3 separate regions of the Mus musculus genome follow, and regions 1 and 2 are each linked to region 3. The links are chromatin contacts, called in public promoter capture Hi-C maps. All regions are on one chromosome and are shown on one strand. The core of a region is the stretch at or near the end of the contact, and the rest is flanking DNA. Distances in the headings are between cores, read along the strand shown.

Region 1 (2,907 bases), core at 59-2,558, 2.7 Mb after region 3:
AATGTACCATCCTTTCTCCCAAAGGATTTTCTTCTGTTTCCCTGACGAAGCCCTGGAATTCAGAGGCTTGAGAAGGCTAGCAAATCTCTCACTACAGTTCTGGGCCTCCAACTTCAGAATCTTCAACAACTGAGAAACATCACTGGGCACAGAGTATATACTGCCAATTCCTTTCCAGGCAGATCAGTTGAGCAGTTCTGTAGCTATCTACATTAGCCACAGCTCAGCTTATAAACCCACGTCTTCCCCAATTCCCTCATATCCCTTCATCCCTCATAAGTCAGTTACTAACTACACAACTAATTGCTTAATTTACTGCCAACCTATGATTCACAATCCTGCCTGGAAAACACAATCAAGTATGAATAACCAGGTTATTCCTTGAAAAAAATGCTTCTATAGTTTGAAAGATTAGGTGGGACTATTGAAAATGACATCAATCATACTAGGCTGCCTTTTACCAGCACACACACCAACACATACACACACACACACCAAGCAAACACAAAGACATTAAAACAAAATCACCTTTGCATGAATAAATACTCCATCTTTCCTGATGCCCTTATTTTATATATTTTCATACATAACAAAATTGAGTACCAATATAAATAACACTGCTAACAAGGTGAGAAAGATGCAAAGGAAAACAAGCGATTTAGAAGCAAATGGATAATCACAAGGCTATAAAAGAACTGCGAATATTAACTCCAGTATGCGCCAAGGCCATTAGCGATGTGTCTCAGCAGTATTGCTCACCGCAAAATGCCTTAATGCCTAAAGCTAAGCCACCTCCAACTAATAGGGTTTTTTTTTCTTTTCTTTTCTTTTTAAAGACCGTAGGCAGAGCTAAAGGACTGTCACCAAGCTATACCAGGGGTTTAGACTGTACTGTCACTGTGGTCTGGCCAGCCCATTTTCTATTTGATAGCGCAATTCGGATGCTTGGCCAGCCTGGAGGCGACGTGACAGCGATGCAAACAGCGGCATCTGGGGTTAGGGCAGCGCCGGGGACCTGGGTTCGGACGCTGACAGGGAAGGATGCTGCTGCGGAGGACAAAGTGCACCGTCCTCCCGCCCGCGCCCCACGCAGCGAGGCCACGGCGCCCGGCCGCAGTCTGGACCCGGCCCTCTGGCTCCCGGTTCCCTGCCCCGCTCACCAGGCGGCACAGCCTCTCAGCTCCCGGGCATGTCAGCCTCCCGTCACGGCCCGCAACGCCCGGTGGCGCGAGCCGCAGCGCAGCGGCGCTCCCCCTCGCCCGCCCCAGCCCGCGACGCCACCGCCGCCGCCTCCCCACGCCGCCCACTCACTCTCGCGAGAGCCGTCGCACCTCTCGCGAGAACGACCCCGTGGCCGAGCCCGCGCAAAAGGAACAAGGGGTGGGGGGAAAATATCTTCCCACGTGCTCTGGAGGGCAAAGCTGCGGGTCGCCCGTCACGTGACGCGGAGGCGCCCTCTCCATTGGCCAGGCGGCCCTCGGCCCGTGGGAGCTTTAAACCTCGAGCTGACCTACGAACTCTCGGCTGACGTCTTGCGCGCTTCCTGGTGCGTTGCCTTGGGAACGGCTTAACCCTTTCCTCTGGCAAGCGCCCGAGCCCAGGATGCTGGCATCCCATCCGCCACCCTTAGACCTTCCTGGGGCTGGTTTCCCACAGCCAGTGGCAGCCCACGACATCAGGGGTCCAGACACAGCCCATCCTTCAGAATGGGTCTGCCCGGTTCCCAACATCATCAGGGGAAACCACTGAGGAAGCCTTGGGCCCAATCGGAACCTCTGGAGTCAGTCTAAAGGGCAGTGCACTTCCCAACCCCACGGGCCATTGAAATTGGAAAATAAGGCTTTGACCACCAAGAAGCCTAGCCTTGGGTGACAAGCTGTGTGATTCCTGTTTAAATCAGAGGAATCGGTGCAGTCATGTTGCATGGTCTCCTCAAGGACATACGGTCCTCAAACTGGCCGAGAGATGAGAAGGACATTTTGAAGTAGATGCTCCTTATTTGTTTTATCCTCTTTAGGGGAGAGAGACAAGAAAGAGTACAGTCATATCTTCGTTCTCTTCAACAGCTTTTGGCTGCTTTCCTTACACGTTTTAGGCATAATTCCAGGTTGTCTATTGAACACTATGAAGACAAATAGATTAGGTTGTTGAGAGCTGGGGCCGGGTTGGGGGAGGGGGTGGATATCTGTAGGTGTTAACTCGCAGATTATCATCATCTGATGGTGGTGGTTACAATTGGGCCACTGCTTGGGGGTGGTGCCCTTGTGGGAGGAAAGATTCAGGCAGTGATTTGGATAGCAGCCCTACATCGCTAGCAGAAAGTAGAATAATTCACAAGCCCCAAATCCGGATCTAATCTAGCACATTTGAATAACAAGAAATAAACTTGGGATGATAATAGAGGCTAGATCCCTTACTGCTTCATCAACCAAGAAAAGAACTGGGAGTTTAGTCTACAATGAAAAGCTTTGACCTCTTAAAGGGGGGAACAATAACAATTAGTTTAAAAAAAAAAACAAAAAACTAGTAAGCTCTTCCCTGTAGAGAGTGAATTTTACGGAAGCTGAAACAACAAGGAACTCGTCCAGGTAAAAGACAATCCTGTGAGAACCAATTTCCAATGACCTTGACAGTCTCCAAAATGTGTTAAGTCAGAGCCCTAAGCGCTGGCTGCTGACTTGTATTTAAAATATGTAGATTTTTTTTTTTTTTTATCATTTTGTTGTTTTAAACTACTTGAGAAGCGAATGGCCTGAGAGGCCTCTTGCCTTTGGCTTTCTGTCCTCCATTTTCACTACACAGGTAGCCGCATCTCTAAGTTAACTCTAAACAAACATAAAATGGTGTTCTTTGTAGATATTTATTGGAGTAAGATTAGAAAAGAGGGGTTGGAGGCTGAAAAAGAAA
Region 2 (2,807 bases), core at 100-2,599, 2.0 Mb after region 3:
CTAAGAGGAAGAGTACTTTGTGGATGGTCGACTCCCGATTTCAAAAGTCCTATCATGTGCAAGGCTGGCCAACCAGGAATAAAAAACCATCCCTAACTCTCCAAGTGTTACAAGATGCCAGTGACATTAAATGGTGAATAACCAGTTTCTGGCCATCTTTGTTTTGTTAAGAACTTTCAACCATTTATACTTCTACTCTGTTTTAGTACAGGCTTAATTTTCCATAAGTGAACTTACCCTACAAAGTGAGGAGACATTTCTAACAATTTACCTCAGAGTGTTTGCTTTTTTGGGAAAAAAAAAATTTTTTTAAATAACAACAGGATGCCAATATCTGATAGGCCAGGAAGTAAGAAGGCTGAAGCAGGAGAATCGTAAGCTCCAGGCCAGCGTAGGAAATACAGTGAGTCCTTTTAAAAAATAAAATCCTGCCGGCTTGGCATTTGTAGCTGTCCCATGTACAACTGCTGCAATGCGAGGGCAATATGATCACTTCATTGCAGCCTGTAATATAATAAATAACGTGAAGGCATTTACAAATTCAAACAGCTACTTATTACTAAGAAGATATTTACTTCACCGTTACGTTTCAATTTGACTATTATATTGATTTTTAGAAACTTTAATTTCATGTCAGGATATCACAAGAAAGTTGGTTTTTTTTTTTGTTTTGTTTTGTTTTTGTTTTTGTTTCTGTTATAGAAAGGACAGTGGCGTGAACTGGTGAAGACTCCCACAATTTAGCATTCCTGAGGCTGGCTGTTAAAGAGACCTCCTAAGTTATGTCCTGAATTCTAGACTCTCCTACAGATGTGAACGAGCGGGGTGACTCGGTCAGTGGAGGTGATGGCTGACTTGAGTTCGATCTTCAGGAACCACAAGGTGGAAGGAAAGAAGCCGCCTCAATAAATCGCAAGCATTTTCTGCCCGGATCTAGGCTGAGTTGCTCCAGACTTGGGGGTGCTAGAGGTCCCAACTGTTCTCACGCAGCTTCGCGCCCTGGTTCTTAACTACTTTTCCCCAAGGGAGGCTCCTGGCTCCACCGGGCCCCCTCTGCCCAGGGGGAACCCATGGGTCTCTTCACTGGATAACCGTGGGCCTGTTCTGTGGTCCGTGACACTTTGAGGAGACAGCCAGGTACCACGCCGGGCACAGGCAGCCGGGCAAGGGGGTGGGAGTGGGAGGTCTTGGGGTTTAGGGGTGCAGGTCAGTGGCGGCCGGCAGACTCACCGCTGTGTGGTCGATGTCGGCGTCCGACCTTTGGGCAGAAGGAGGCAGGTATTCGGCGTAGCGCAGCCCCTCTCTGGAGGTCACGCCGCCACCGGTAGCCATGGCACTGCAGGACTCCGAGGACGCACTGAGTTGTCTACGGGGCGTCCGCGGGGACAAATTAGTGCGGACCGGTTAAGTTCGCGCTCTGAGTAGGTGTTCAGTTTTATTAGTGGAGACCTGGCTGCAGAGAATCTGGTTCTCATTCCATCTCCGATAAACTGACCCTGTCAAAGCCCGGGGTCAGACCCTTACAGAGCCTTGTTTGTTTGTTTGTGCCACCCTCCACTATAACAACCAAGCCTGAAGAGGCGGGGCCTTCTTAGGTCTACCTTGAGTTTCCTCTAAAACCAGGCAGGGAGAGATTCCAAAGTACCGCGATGGTGCCTGGGAATAGAAACAAGGCCAGGGAGGGCTTCCTTGCTTGACCTTCCCAACTAGAAATGAATGTGATTTCACATGTTAGTGAAATCACTGGGAAGATACTGATGATCCACTAACTTGCGCTCACAGCAAATGATTTTGACTAATTTGAATACATAAAGACTTAACTTCATTATTAATGTTTAGGTCAAGCTTTCTCGAACAGATATTAGGCAATAACTGAAGCTAATACGCTTTCTAACCCCTGTACCAAGTTGGCTGCTGTTTTACCCTTTATACACTTTGCAATCCAGCCTACAAGAAGGTTTTTTTTTGTTTTGGGGTTTGGTTTTTTTGTTTTGTTTTGTTTTTTTACATTAAAAGTTGTAAGAACCTAGCTGGGCGTGATGGCGCACGCCTTTAATCCCAGCACCCAGGAGGCAGAGGCAGGCAGATTTCTGAGTTCGAGGCCAGCCTGGTCTACAAAGTGAGTTCCAGGACAGCCAGAGCTATACAGAGAAACCCTATCTTGAAAAACAAAACAAAACAAACCATACAAACAAACAAACAAAAAACCAGTTGTAAGAACCTATTAATTTATCCATATATTATTATTCTCATGCTTAGGGCCTGAAGGAATTTAGAATCAGGAAGGAAAGATTACATTAAACACCATGCTAGTACCATATACTAAAAGCACGAGCAAGCATGCTAGATTAGCTACAAATGAAAGCAAAATCAGTGTCAGAGTTCACAGAGAGAAACGAGAACAGCCACAAAGGCTTCCTTGGAGGCTCAGCCACTGATGTGGTCAGTAGGGAGCATGGGGTTTGTTTTAGTTAGAAGAAGAAAGGGGTCACAAATTCCACATGGAAATAAACACCAAGAATTGAGCCGGTGATATGTAATAATGTGTTAAAAATACTTCAGAACTCTTCAGAAACACGGCTTTATTACATAAATTACTTTATTAAGCCAATCCACAATTATTCGTGATCAAACCAAATGAATTGGATTGAAGCCTACATATCATGCATTCATCATCCATGTGTTCAGTGTATTCAATTTATTGAGCATATGTCAGGTCTTGGGTACAGTGCTGGGGGACTGTGCCTTTAGCATCAAGTAAACAAATAAGGTCTCCGAGTCCTTGGAGTTACAGTCTAAGGGAGGCT
Region 3 (2,700 bases), core at 135-2,634:
CACATCTTTAATCCCAGCACTTGGGAGGCAGAGGCAGGCGGATTTCTGAGTTCAAGGCCAGTCTGGTCTATAAAGTGAGTTCCAGGACAGCCAGGACTATACAGAGAAACCCTGTCTCGAAAAAACAAAAACAAAAAAAAATTTTTAATGATGTTAAAAAAATACATTTGGGCATAAAACTGGAGAAAATAACAGAAAAATCCAAAAAGAATATGTTTGGGGATCTATGTAAATGAGCATTTTTGAATAATTTGAAAATGAATACCTGGGATGTGCAAATAAGATTCACATAACTCAGAAATAACTGAGTTTTGAGACTGCTAAGTCATAGCCCCTCGGTTCTATGTCTACGTTTTCTGATGTCCTTCACTTTTTTACTGTTACCCCGTGTCCTTTAGAGTATCTAGGAAAGCAGCAGACCACCGCATCTTAAGTGGACGGTTTTTCTTCTGCTCTTTGGCTAGAGTTTTATTCCTGAATGGTTTACTCTGTGCTTGTAACACTTTGTTAGTGTGAACTGCCTTCTCCTTTGACATACTAACCTAACCTTCTGTCCGAGGGCAGGCAGGGCTGGCTATGTCCTTCTTAAGCGAGAAAATTGCAACACTAGGGTTACAACGGACTATAACCAAATCTGGAAGGGAAGAAACTGTGATTTCATCCTGCCATACATGTTTACCTGAACGGTGGGTCTCGGAAGTTGTATGTTGTACTTCGTGGTGGATGCGAAAGCCCTTCAAGTGACCCGGGCAAGTGGGAAGCTCCTTATTTTGGGTCTGTTTAGTCCTGCATCGCCAGGAATAAAAGGGATAAAAGTGACAATACAGAACTGTCCTAACAAAGGACACCGTTTGCGACCAAGAGCAGAACAGGCCAGCGAAGAGCTGTCCGGCCAGACCCACCGCAGGCTTTCACTTTCGGAACCCACTAGAGGACCAGTCCCCAGGACATCTCCCTCCGCGAGCAAAACCGGTGCAGTCTGTGGGCAGCCAAGGACCGGAGGTCGGAGACCCGGGACACCAGCCCGGCGCCATCCCCGTAGTCCCCGCAGGCTCAGCGGCGCGCCCGACAACAGTCATCCGATTCTGCTGACATTTTCTTTCCGAGAAAGGGGTGGGAACTGAAGCGGCGTGGCGGGAGGCGGGGCGCAGTCACACCCTGGCCACGCCCGGGCGGCGACTCAAGCGTCCGGCCATCGGTCGGCCGCAAGTCCCTTCCCGTCCCAGCATGCCCCGGGCGCACTATCCGCACACCGCCCCCGTTGCCCCGCGCACCCAGGGGCACTCCGCATTGTGTCCCAGCAGAGTCCCCGGATGCCCTCCCGGGGCCGGCCGGGCGTAGCCACGCCCCCGCACCGCCCTGCGTTCACGTCACCGCTGACGACAGTTCCGGGGGAGCCGCGGACGGTGACGTAGCCGAGCGTGCCCTCTATATGAGGTTGGGGAGCGCCCGCGTCGGCCTTTTCCGCCCGCTCCCCCCTCCCCCCGCGCGCCGCTCCGGCTGCACCGCGCTCGCTTCCGCGCTGTCAGGCTAGCGCCGCCGTCCCCAGCCGTCACCATGATCATCTACCGGGACCTCATCAGCCGTAAGTCCCGGCGCCCGCGGGCCTGGGTGCGGGTGGGCACCGGGGAGGCCGGGGACACGAGCGCAGAGCTTGGGCCGGGAGCCGCCGCGTGCGCCGAGCCCGGCGCGGGAAATGGCGGGCCTTCGCTCGCTCACGGGCGGCTCTCTCTGTTCGCTTTCAGATGACGAGCTGTTCTCCGACATCTACAAGATCCGGGAGATCGCGGACGGGCTGTGCCTGGAGGTGGAGGGCAAGGTGAGCGGGGCGCCGCGCGCGGGGAGGCTGGCCGCCTGCCTGCCGGGTCGGCCGAGCCGGGCCGGGCTGGGCTGGGCGCCGCGGGGAGGCCGCTGGAACTCGTGCAATCCTCGCTGCCGCCTCCAGGCGGAGGAGACGCTCTTGCGGACCTTGGGTTTTTCTAGAAAAGTGGAGGCGGAGCCGAGCCTGGAAATAGGTCCGCGAACTCAGCGCCATCCTCTTTCCGGGCGAACGGGGACATATTGTCTATAAGACAGGTTTGCGCTGTGCGCGCTTAACCCGTGGCGACTCGAGAGAGGCCACAGCAACTTGGTTCCGCTTGATGAGAGTGACCACCTCTCTCAGTCCGGGCAGCGACTATTTGGGGGGAGGTTAAGATGTTTCAGGGAGCTGACTGATCGTTGCCGGACCTTTTTTTTTTTTTCTCTTTTTTTCTTTTTTTTTTTTTTTTTTTGCCCCTTCGACTAAGTTGTATTGTCTTTTTGTTTTGTTTTGTTTTCTTCTAAATGTAGATGGTCAGTAGAACAGAGGGTGCCATCGATGACTCGCTCATCGGTGGAAATGCTTCCGCTGAAGGTCCGGAGGGCGAAGGTACCGAAAGCACAGTAGTCACCGGTGTTGACATTGTCATGAACCATCACTTACAAGAAACCAGCTTCACAAAAGAGGCTTACAAAAAGTACATCAAAGACTACATGAAATCGTAAGTGACATAAACACCCCGTTTTGGTGGTCAGCTTCCTAGAAGAAGTTGGTTGCTTAGGTAGGAAGGGCTTAAGAAAGGAGGGTCTTTTGTTATACAGTGAAGGTTGATTTTCAATAATGTGAGCAAGCCGGTAGAAAGTTACTTTAAAGGTAATATAGGAATTACATTCTTTTAA

Evidence for each region. Promoter capture Hi-C pulls out the DNA fragments that hold promoters and counts their contacts.
Region 1: a promoter capture Hi-C map of pre-B cells shows a contact between it and region 3, with 4 times the contacts expected there. The contact joins the promoter of Akap11 here to the promoter of Tpt1 in region 3. A contact is called at or near these places in 1 of 39 promoter capture datasets (pre-B cells), 2 of 115 datasets of contacts at active chromatin or transcription factors (astrocytes and extraembryonic endoderm stem cells) and 2 of 9 other capture datasets (adipose tissue and liver).
Region 2: a promoter capture Hi-C map of pre-B cells shows a contact between it and region 3, with 3 times the contacts expected there. The contact joins the promoter of Dnajc15 here to the promoter of Tpt1 in region 3. A contact is called at or near these places in 2 of 39 promoter capture datasets (liver and pre-B cells) and 1 of 9 other capture datasets (liver).

Annotation. Positions count from the first base shown.
Region 1 is chr14:78,535,552-78,538,458 of GRCm38.p6, forward strand. It overlaps Akap11 (A kinase (PRKA) anchor protein 11), which reads right to left and starts at 1,309. Exons shown (of 12, transcript NM_001164503.1): 1 at 1,161-1,309.
Region 2 is chr14:77,873,568-77,876,374 of GRCm38.p6, forward strand. It overlaps Dnajc15 (DnaJ heat shock protein family (Hsp40) member C15), which reads right to left and starts at 1,350. Exons shown (of 6, transcript NM_025384.3): 1 at 1,231-1,350. The coding sequence starts at 1,332.
Region 3 is chr14:75,843,872-75,846,571 of GRCm38.p6, forward strand. Tpt1 (tumor protein, translationally-controlled 1) reads left to right here and starts at 1,385. Exons shown (of 6, transcript NM_009429.3): 1 at 1,385-1,585; 2 at 1,746-1,819; 3 at 2,332-2,522. The coding sequence starts at 1,558. It overlaps Gm4285 (predicted gene 4285), which reads right to left and starts at 1,093. Exons shown (of 3, transcript NR_045294.1): 1 at 903-1,093; 2 at 680-786; 3 at 1-111.